Regions from separate parts of the Sus scrofa genome. Here region 2 is linked to region 1. Evidence: chromatin contacts called from public Hi-C data. All regions are on one chromosome and are shown on one strand. The core of a region is the stretch at or near the end of the contact, and the rest is flanking DNA. Distances in the headings are between cores, read along the strand shown.

The links. A called contact is a pair of places that touch in the nucleus more often than the background predicts.
Region 2: a contact with region 1 is called in a Hi-C map of fetal liver, with 2.0 times the contacts expected there. The contact joins two enhancer-like sites. A contact is called at or near these places in 1 of 5 promoter capture datasets (liver), 26 of 47 Hi-C or Micro-C datasets (adipose tissue, alveolar macrophages, blood and 14 more) and 1 of 2 datasets of contacts at active chromatin or transcription factors (alveolar macrophages).

What each region holds. Positions count from the first base shown.
Region 1 is chr5:10,788,859-10,794,367 of Sscrofa11.1, reverse strand. No RefSeq gene overlaps it. Among named protein-coding and RNA genes, the nearest start is that of TEX33, 24 kb to the right of the region's middle. Within about 2 kb of position 4,112, at least 15 of the 83 cell types and tissues checked have an H3K27ac peak or open chromatin away from gene starts, as enhancers often do. A contact at or near this core is called in alveolar macrophages, fetal liver and liver, where this site is marked.
Region 2 is chr5:10,870,880-10,876,506 of Sscrofa11.1, reverse strand. It overlaps NCF4 (neutrophil cytosol factor 4), which reads left to right. Exons shown (of 12, transcript XM_021091535.1): 12 at 1-360. Among named protein-coding and RNA genes, the nearest start is that of CSF2RB, 33 kb to the right of the region's middle. Within about 2 kb of position 1,331, at least 9 of the 83 cell types and tissues checked have an H3K27ac peak or open chromatin away from gene starts, as enhancers often do. A contact at or near this core is called in alveolar macrophages, fetal liver and liver, where this site is marked.

The DNA.
Region 1 (5,509 bases), core at 2,863-5,362:
ATCACTGCTATGGCGCGAATCACTGCTGTGGCACAGCTTCGATCCCTGGCCCTGGCACTCACTACAAAGCCTTTAAGGAGGCTGGTGTGCCTGTCATCACTGAAGCAGAGACCATCACACCTCCAAAGGTCTCTACGAGCATGTGGTTTGCTTGATAGGAAAGAATGCAAATAGGGAGTTCCCGTCATGGCTCAATGGTAATGAACCCGACTACTAACCACAAGGACACAGGTTCAATCCCTGGCCTTGCTCAGCGTGTTAAGGATCTGGCATTGCCATGAGCGGTGGTGTCGGTCACAGACCTGGCTCAGCCCCTGCATGGCTGTGTCATAAGCTGGCAGCTACAGCTCTGAATAGACCCTTAGCCTGGGAACTTCCATCTGCCTCAAGTGTGGCCCTAAAAGACAGACAGAAAGGAAGGAAGGAATTGATGCAAATAGACTGAAGAGAAGGAGTCATGGTAATGCTACCGGTCCCTTCGTCAAGCATGTGGTTTCTGCTTCCCTGATTGTCCCTACGAGGTTGGTTGCGATGGGTGGGGACATCACACCTGACGGAGCCAGCTGGCTTTATCAGTTGCCAAGTGTTTGCACATCATCGCAAATGACGTCCTGCTATGAACTTGTCCTAACAACAGTTCCTTCCGAGCAGGCAATCTGCATGCTCATCAGATATTTCTGTCTCGTGCAGCTGAACATCTGCCCTGCGGTGCAGCTCCGTGTCCCCGGATGACTGCCGGGAACGAGGCTTCCCATCCTCAGTAGGCTTCACCCCAAAGTATTTTGGCGGCTCATCATCCTAAAGTATTTTCCCAGCTTTGCTGAGGTAGGATTGACAAATACAAATTTTACATATTCAGGTTGTATAGTGTGATTTTCTCGTGCAACCTGCTGATGTAATATGCACATACATTGCAAAATGGTCACCACCAAGTCAACTAACCCATCCGTCATCTCACAGAGTAACCTTTTTTTGAGATCTACTCTCTTAGCCAATTTCAAGCACAGGATAAAGTATGAGTAACCACAGTCACTATGCGGTACATTGTATCCCCAGAACTTACTCATCTTAGAACTGAAAGTCTGTACACTTCCATCAGCGTCTCCCCATTTCCCCCACCCCCAGCTCCTGGCAACCACTATGCTACTCTCTGTTTCTATGAGTCCTGTTTGTTTTTTTTTTTAGATTTCATGAAGAAGTGAGTGCATATTTGTTGGGCTTGTTTCACTAAGTGTAATGTTCTCCAGGTCCATCCACGTTGTCACAAGTGGTAGAACTTCTTTTTTATGGCTGAATAATATTCCATTATGCAATACGCTATATTTTCTGTTTGTTTGTTTTTCCCTTTTTATGGGCACACCTGCAGCATACAGAAGTTCCTGGGCTAGGGGTCAAATCTGAGCTGCAGCTGCAGCCTACATTGCGGCTTGCAGCAATTCTGGATCCTTTTTTTTTTTTTTTTTTGTCTTTTTTAGGGCCACACCCACGGCACATGGAGGTCCCCAGGCTAGGGGTCTAATTGAAGCTGTAGCTGCCGGCCTACGCCACAGTCACAGCAACGTCAGATCTGAACCACGTCTGTGACCTACACCACAGCTCATGGCAACGCTGGACCCTTAACAAACTGAGCAAGGCCAGGGATGGAACCTGTGTCCTCATGGATGCTAATCATTCATTTCTGCTGAGCCATGATGGGAACTCCTATGCTATACTTTGTTTATCTATTTATCCATCAAAGGATGCTTAGGTCATTTCCACATTTTGGCTAGAGTTGACAATGCTACAATGAACGTAGGAGAGCAAATACCTCTTCAATGTACTGACTTCATTTCCTTTGGATATAGACACGGAAGTGGGCTTGCCGGATCACATGGCAGCTCTACTTTGAATGTCTGGAGGCATATCCACAGTATTTGCCAGAGTGGCTGCATCAGATTACAACCGCCAACAGTGCCCCAGGGTTCCCTTTTCTTCAATACCCTCACCAGCACTTGTTAGTTCTTGTATTTTTGAGAACAGTCATCCTAGCAGGTATGAGGTAATGTCTCATTGTGGTTTTCATTTGCGTTTCCCTGATGACCAGTGATCCTGAGTATCTTTTTAAATTCTTGGCCATTTGTATGTCTTTTTTGGAAAAAATGTCTATTCAAATCTTTTGGCCACTTTTAATAAGCTTTTGATTTTTTGGCTTTTGAGTTGTTGTTCAGAGTTCCTTATATGTTTCAGTTATTAACCCCTCATCGATTAGAGGTTTTATGAATATTTTCTCCAATTTGTAGGTGGTCTTTTCATTTTCATCATTTTAAAATGATGGACAGGAGTTCCCGTTGCGGCTCAGTGGTTAATGAATCCGACTAGGAATCATGAGGTTGCGGATTTGATCCCTGGCCTTGCTAAGTGGGTTAAGGATCCGGCGTTGCCGTGAGCTGTGGTGTGGGTTGCAGACGAGGCTCGGGTCTGGTGTTGCTGTGGTTCTGGCGTAGGCTGGCGGCTATAGCTCTGGTTCAACTCCTAGCCTGGGAACCTCCATATGCCGCAGCAGCGGCCCAAGAAATGGCAAAAAGACAAAATAAAATAAAATAAAATAAAATGATGGACAATGGTCGGGGAGTTTCCTTTGTGGCTCAGTGGTAATGAACCCATCCAGTATCCATGAGGATGAGGGTTCGATCCCTGGCCCCACTCATTAGGTTAAGGAGCTGGTGTTGCCATGGGCTGCTGTGGAGTCCACAGATGTGGCTTGGATCTGGCGTTGCTATGGCTGCAGCATAGACTGGCAGCTGCAGCTCCAATTCAACCCATAGCCTGGGAACTTCCATATGCGCAGGTGCAGCTGTTATAAATAATAATAATTTAAAAAAAGATTGACAATGATCAGAAAGCTGGAGACATCATTAAGGGATGTGAAGGGGAGTCCACGGAGCCCGGTGGGGATGACACAATGGGAGAAAACAAAACTGCCTCGTGTTTGCACCCACTGACTGAGGACCATTCAATGAATGGACTACCCAAGTTATGCAAAAATCAGACTTAGGAATATTAGATTCCAAATGATTAAAAGCAGAGGCAGATCTGTCTATACATGATGGTCGAAAACATGACCAAGTCATATTAAGTGAAAAGGTAAGTTGAAGAATGTGTCTCGAGGGAGTTCCCATTGCGGTTCAGCAGAAACAAACTCGACTAGTATCCATGAGGACTTGGGTTCAATCCCTGGCCTCACTCAGTGGGTTAAGGATCCAGCACTGCCGCGAGCTGTGGTGTAGGTCGCAGACGAGGTTCGGATCCTGTGTCGCTGTGGCTGTAGCGGAGGTCGGCAGCTGTAGCTCCAATTAGACCCCTAGCCTGGGAACTTTCATATGCTGAGAGTGCAGCCCTAAAAGCCAAAAAAAAAAAAACCCTGAATGTATGTCGAGGTGTTCCCACTGTGGTGCAGCAGAGTAAGAATCCAGCATTTGTCACTGCAGTGGCTCAGGTTGCTGTCATGGCTTGGGTTCAATCCCTGGCCTGGAAACTTCCACATGACTCAGGCAAGGCTGGGAAAAAACAAGTGCCAAGTCGTAGCTGATTTTTACTTTCCTGTATGTGTGGTTTTCTACAATAAAATGTGTTGCATTTGAAGCAGAAAGCTTTTTTAACTTTGTTTTTTTTTTTTTTTAAATCTTTATTTATTTCTCTGTTTTTTGGCCAAGCACCTGGGGTGTGTGGAAGTTTCCAGGCCACGGATAAAACCCAAGCCACAGCAGTGACCCAAGTCACTGGAGTGAAAACCCCAGATCCCTAACCTGCTGTGCCACAGGAGAACTCCTGTAATCAGAAGATTTTAAGAAACAACAACAAAAAGAAAAATACGAAAGTGAACAGGAAAAAAATGAATTGGATGAAAGTATAGGCACAGAAGAATGGAATGGGCAATCCCTCAGAGAATCTGCTACTTTGGGAACTCTCTGAGCTTTCTGGAAGAGGCGTGATTAGGGAAGCACTCAGTGGCACCCACTTCCTCCCCCCTCCTCCCCCCTCCTCCCCTTCACCCCCCTCCTCCCTCTTGCCCCTCCTGTCCCAGTCCGCTTTCCTTCCCGCCTTGAGCTAAGGCTTGGCCCAGCTTGGTGCTGCCACCTAGAGGTCAGTGTCTGACATGACTAGATCCCCTCTGCAGGGGCTGCCCCTCAGTCTCCAGTTTTCATTCTCAGTCTTTTGATTTCAGGGCTGAGGTTGGAGCTTTGTGGGCAGTTCCAGTGTGAAGACAAGATGGGAGGAAAGAGGAAGACAATGAGACAGAGAACACCTGTGTGTGTATCTGTGCAAAAACTGCTGTGGCTGGAGTTCCCGTTGTGGTGCCGTGGAAACAAATCCGACTAGGAACCAAGAGGTTGTGGGTTCCATCCCTGGCCTCGCTCAGTGGGTTAAGGATCTGGCATGGCTGTGAGCTGTGGTGTAGATTATAAACGTGGCTCGGATCCTGCGTAGCTGTGGCTGTAGCTGTGGCCAGCAGCTGTAGCTCTGATTCGACCCCTAGCCTGGGAACCTCCATATGCCTCAAGTGTGGCCCTTTAAAAAAAAAAAAAAAATTGCTGTGGCTGTGGTGTAGGCCAGCAGTTATAGCTCTGATTCGACCCTTAGCCTGGGAACTTCCACAGGTGTGGCCCTAAAAAAAAAAAATGACTAAGCACTTCAAAAGCGAGGCAGTAGATCATTAAACACGCTTGGGGGCCCCTCTGAGCGTGACGCTGTGTGACTGCCTAGGTTGCACAAGGTGAGTGTTGTGAGTTAAGTTTTATTTGGGGCAAAATGAGGACTAGATCCTGGGTGGCAGCATTTCAGACAGCTCTGAGAAACTTCCCGGAGGAGCTGAGGTGGAAGCTAGGATACAGAAGAGTCTTGCAACAAAGGGCAGGTAGTAGGTACAGAATATTAACTATTAGCTCCGAGGGGGCTGCCATCGCTAATGACTGTGACATCCTTTGCTCACTGATATGGCAGGCGGTACTTTATCTCTCATATATTTGTGTGTAGGTGTCACGCTGATGTTCAGCCCTCCGTGCGTATGCATTTGCTCAGGTGACTGTGTGTGTCCATGATGGTGTATTTGTGTGTGTGTGTGTGTGTGTGTGTGAGAGAGAGAGAGAGAGAGAGAGAGAGAGGTCAGGTTTCCATATCCCAGGATGCAGGACTTTCAGTCTCTGACTCAGGCTGCTGGGGAAGGATAAATGGGCTGATCTTCCTCGGTACCACTTATAACAGGTGCAGCCAGAGCAGCTCCCGTCATGACTCAACGGTAGCAAAACTGACTAGTATCCACGAGGACTTGGGTTCAATCCCTGGCCTTGCTCAGTGAGTTAAGGATCCTGGCATTCCCATGAGCTGTGGTGTAGGTCACAGATATGGCTTGGATCTGGCCTTGCTGTAGCTGTGGTGTGGACCGGCAGCTGCAGTTCCGATTCAACCCCTAGCCTGGGAACGTCCATATTCCCGTGGGTGTGGCCCTAAAAAAAAAAAAAAAAAAAAAAAA
Region 2 (5,627 bases), core at 82-2,581, 85 kb before region 1:
GTGTACAAAGAATTTTCGAGCAAGGATACACACATTGTTTTTCCAGGCGGTGTGTCTGCTACAATCGCAGAGCCTAAGACTCCATCACTTCTGAAAGAGTTCAGTCTTCAAAGTGCCGTTTCCGTGACTGCCAACATTTAGATGGATGCTGATAAATGACTGCTGGCAAATGCTGATGCAGACTCGGTCTGCGGTGACGCCAGCTCTCCCCACTGACCCACAGACAGCCATGAGCTTTAGACAGTTAGGACATAGGCTTCCATGTTTTGTTCCTGTTTTGTTTGGAGTCCCGCAGACTTCATCTAAAATGCAGAGAAGAGTTAAGGGCTTGGAATAGTAAATAAAGTCCTGAAGGAGTTCCCGCTGTGGCGCATTGGAAATAAATCCGACTAGGAACCATGAGGTTGCAGGTTCGATCCCTGGCTTCCATCAGTGGGTTAAGGATCCCGCGTTGCCGTGAGTCGTGGTATAGGTCGCAGGTGTGGCTCGGATCCGGCGTGGCTGTGGCTGTGGCGTAGGCCGGCAGCTGTAGCTCCGATTAGACCCCTAGCCTGGGAACCTCCATATGCTGCGGGTGCAGCCCTAAAAAGACAAAAGACAACAACAACAAAATGTCATTAAAAAATAATAACAAATAAATAAATAAAGTCCTGAAGATACTAAAGCGATGAGGCATTGGAATGAATATCATTCCAATAATTTAGCAGGAATTATTGTCCTGCCATGTCTTGTAATGGAAGAGAAAAAGGTGTGATACTGGCATAGGGATTGACAATCTAGCCATAGAGCCGAACGGAGAGCCCGGGAAGAACATGGGTACGTGGTATTTAATATGTGATAGAAGGAGCTTTACAGATCAGTGTGGGGAAGGAAGATGAAACTCAAAGAATGAGACTTGTACCAATAGGCAATCCGTGAACATGACCTTAATATGTTTTCTTGACTCTTGTGGCCAATAGATGTGACCCAAGTAGGGTCTTGCTGAAAGATAGGGCCGAATGAGGCTTATGGCTTGGTGTGCCTGGCCTTGGAGGAGAGGGGCCAGGGCAGAAGTCCAAATAAGGCCGGTTGTGGGGACAGACTTGGAACTCTCTTCCCAGGCGGTAAATTTTGGGACTTTCCGCCTTTGAGGCGCTGGTTAATGTTCCATTTTCCCGAAAGCCAGTGCAGTAAACCGTCACAATAGCCTTGGTCTGGAGGTTTGTCTTTAGGAGCAAGAGGGAATGGACAAAGGAAGGAAGAGGAGTGCCCAGCTGGGAAGGGAGGGGGCGCGGGGAGGAAAGGGGAGTGGCTGCCCCCCTGGAGGAAGTGGTGAGGAGAGTGAAAGCAGGGGAGGCGTTTGGCCCCGTGGGTGAAAACATGGGCCTGTCTCCATCACTTCCTTAGCTGGGTAACATGGATAGGAGACTCAGTTTTCCCACCTGTAAAATGGGCTCATAATTAATTACCTTCCCCCTTAGTCCAAGAGATTTGTAAAAATCAGGAACTATACCTTGTACATTGCTAGACACACAACACCCACCCCCAAAATGCAGACTTAATAAAAAAACAACCTGAAACAAAGTCACTAAGCTTTTTTTTCCCATTTGTTTAAAGTTGTATCAAAGTCTAGTTGAGTTACAGTGTTGTGATAACTTTACAACGCAATAAAAATGAAATACAATAACGTGATTCAGTTATACAGGGACACACATGGAAGTCACCAAGCTGTAACAGCAACTCTGAGCATTTGACTTGGGCCCCGTGGTCTGGCAGGGATTGGGGGCGCAGTGAAGGCTGGCTGGGTCCGGAGGGAATCGGAGACTCTGATCGTATTTCCCGCCCGACCTTGTCCAACCTGTCCTGTGATAGTTCCCTCAAGGAAGAAAGGGATCCCCGCAGGGCTTGTACCCGTGACTGGGGTTATTACTATTCAGTGGACTTTGCAAGCTGTGTCTTTGCCTCTCAGGCCTGTCGAGAATTCACCAGGAACTTTCCTGTAAAGCTCATTTGACCTTTTTCACCCCTTTGAGACGGAACAGGGTGCGCTTGGATCCAAATAACACCCGTTTTAGGATGTTTGGTGATTTGGGTCCCGAGCTTACATCCTTCCTGTTTGGAAAGGAGGGCCTTTGAGAAACAACATTCACTTTTGCAGCTTCTGCAGTCCCTCCCTCCCTGCCCCCATCCTGAAATCTTCTAACCTCAGAAAGCCAGGCAGCGGGAATCCTTGAATCCCCGTGACCTCTGGGCACAGAACCTCTGGAGATGCGTGTGTGGGTTTGGGAGAGGGAGGTGGGGCAGAGGCTTCCCAGACAACAGACCAACGTGGATGGATGAGATCAAAGTCATACAAAAAAGACAAAGCATTTCTGCAGCTGAAGCAGAAGGGCACCTGGTGGTGGCCCATCAGTGGTGGTACCTGTCCCCTTGTTCTGGGGAAGGCGGAAGCCATCTGCCCCAGAGAAGGGGTGGCCAGAGGATGAAGCCAGCTGTCCCACCCCGTTTCCTCTGAACATCTCAAGTCTGTTGGCACCCAGTACCAGGCCCTGCAGAGTGAGGGGAGGGCAATGAAATTTGACAAGTCAGAAAATATCAGCAGCTGAAAAGTGTTAAGATCTGTTGCTGGAGGGAAAAAGTGAAGTTCTTTCAGAAGAAAATAGGATGATTTGGGGGTAATAAGTAAACTTTTTTTTTTTTAGTGAGCTGAAAGCATCAATTTCTACCAGGTGAATAGTTCAAAGATTAAAATATACTTAGGCGTTCCCATCGTGGCTCAGTGGTTAACAAACCCGACTAATATCCATGAGCATGTGGGTTCGATCCCTGACCTTGCTCCATGGATTGAGGATCCAGCGTTACCATGAGCTGTGGTGTAGGTCACAGACGCTGCTTGGATCTGGCATTGCTGTGGCTCTGGCTGGCGGCTACGGCTCCGATTCGACCCTTAGCCTGGGGACCTCCATATGCCGCGGGAAGCGGCCCTAGAAAAGGAAAAAAGACAAAAAAAAAAAAAAAAAAAAAAACAAAGAAAGAAAGAAAGAAAAAAATCTGTAAGGATGTCACTCAGTGGCTTTCTGAGAAAACCAAGCAATTCCCTGATCAACTTGACCCTAGGACTTCAGTGGGTTTTTTGGGGTAGGGAAGATTTTTAAAAATTGTGTCTCCTTCAAATATACGATAAGTATATAAAATATATGGGACACAATTTTCCATTTAAGTGTACAATTCACTGGCATCCACTGTGACATTCACCTTTTTCTGGGCTAACCCAGCCCCTTCCTTTCCCATCTGCCCCCGTTTCCGTCTTCCCCCCCATATCAATAATCCGCCTAGGCTGGTTATCAAGCTATGGTCTCTCAGCTCCAAACCCATCCTTCTATATTCCGCTTTGTTGTGATGTCGGACCTGGGACTTCTCAACCACATTTCTGCTCTGTCAGCTGATTCCCTGTGAGTGTCTGATGATGGGGACACAAGAGAGACGCCCTGAGGCTGGGGGAGGGGGAGGAAAAGAGACTTGCTCCTTCCTCTTCCTCGCTGTTCTGATAAGCCTCACTCCGGGGGCTCTGCTTCTCCCTGGCCACGGCCATTCTTTCCTCTCACAGCCATGAACTCATGTGGCAGTTTTTCCAGCACTGGCAGCACCTGCTGCACTGGGCAACTCTGTCCCCTCCCCGCCCAACACTCCCCAAGACACTGGCACCAGTTTAACGATGCCCTCTCCTCGGAGGGCTGAGCTTCACCTTAATGGAAGTCCCAGCTCTCTCTCAACTCTCTTTTTTTTCTTTTTTCCTTCCTACACGCCTGCAGCAAATGGAAGTTCCCAGGCTAGGGGTTCTTTTCTTGAGCTGCTCCCGCGGCACATGGAGGTTCCCAGGCTAGGGGTCTAATCGCCAGAGCCACAGCAACGCCAGATCCGAGCCGAGTCTGCGACCTACATCAGAGCTCACAGCAACGCCGGATCCTTAACCCACTGAGCAAGGCCGGGGATCGAACCTGCAACCTTCCTGGTCGGATTCGTTAACCACTGCGCCATGATGGGAACTCCAAAATGTATTATCTTTAAGGTCCTACTATATAGCACAGAGAACTATATCCAGTCTCCTGGGATAGAACATGATAGAGAATATTAAGGAGTTCCTGCTGTGGCTCAGCAGGTTAAGAACCTGACATGGTGTCCGTGAGGATGTGGGGTCGAACCCTGGCCTTGCTCCGTGAGTTAAGGATCTGGCGTTGCCACAAGCTGTAGCATAGGTTGAAGATGCAGCTTGGATATGGTGCTGCTGTGTCTGTGGTGTAGGCCTGCAACTGCGGCTCTGATTCGGCCGCTAGCCAGAGTACTTCTCTATGCTGCAGGGCGGCCATACAAAGAAAAAACAAACAAATAAAACAAAACAAAGCAAATAATATTAAAAAAGATGCATATATTCGACTGAGTCATTTTGCTGTACAGCAGAAAATGACACGACATTGTGAATCAACCATCCTTTAATTAAAAAAAAAAAAAAGAAAAGCTAGCCTAGGTGAGCTCAACTCAAGAATACAATACAATAATAAAAGCTGAAATAAAACAAAATGAAAAAGTAAACTGTATTCTTTTTTTTTTTTTTGTCTTTTTGTCTTTTTGTCTTTTTTTTTTGTTGTTGTTGTTGTTGTTGCTATTTCTTGGGCCGCTCCCGAGGCATATGGAGGTTCCCAGGCTAGGGGTCCAATCGGAGCTGTAGCCACCGGCCTACGCCAGAGCCACAGCAACGCGGGATCCGAGCCGCGTCTGCAACCTACACCACAGCTCACGGCAACGCCGGATCGTTAACCCACTGAGCAAGGGCAGGGATCGAACCCGCAACTTCATGGTTCCTAGTCGGATTCGTTAACCACTGCGCCACGACGGGAACTCCTAAACTGTATTCTAAAGTCAAGTTGTCCACAAGGCTATTTCCTTCTAAGGGCTGTGAAGGAAGAGTTTGTTCCAGGCCTTCCTCCAGTGCTTGTAGGAGGCAGTGATGATGCTCATAGGACCTTCTCTCTGTGTGTGTGCCTGTCTCCGAATTCCCTCTTTTTATAAGGATGCCAGTTGTATTGGATTAGAGGCCGATTGCAAATTCATTTAACTCATAAGGGCCTCACTTTAACTTGATTACTTCTGTAAAGACTCTATGTCCAGATAAGCTCACATTCTGAGGTCCTGGGGGTTAGGACTTTAGTATATGAATTTGGGGGTGTGGGGGATGCAATTCAACCCTTAACAGGAATGAAGGGAACAGTCAGAGAAGAGGGCAAGAGTGTGAGCTGTTGCTAAACCATGGGTTCCCATGAATGCAGGGAAGGGTTTGGAAAGGCTAAGAGGTCAGACAAGGGGTCCTATTGGGAAGCATACAGAGAACTCAAGGATAAAGTTCAAGGTCATGGAGGAAGCCTTGGGAGTCTGGAATCTGGCAGTGACTGGGGTGATGAATCAGTAAGTCTATGGGCTGGGTCTGGCCCTGAGGGTCTCTTGGGGAAGGTGTAACCAGTTCCAAGTTATCTGAGGCCACTAGTCAGCTTCCATCTCTTCCACTCTTGGTAGTTCATGGGCAAGTTGGAATGGAAGACCATCTCAGGGCCCCCTCTAGGGCTGCACTGATGATGACTGGAGTTCCTCCTCCC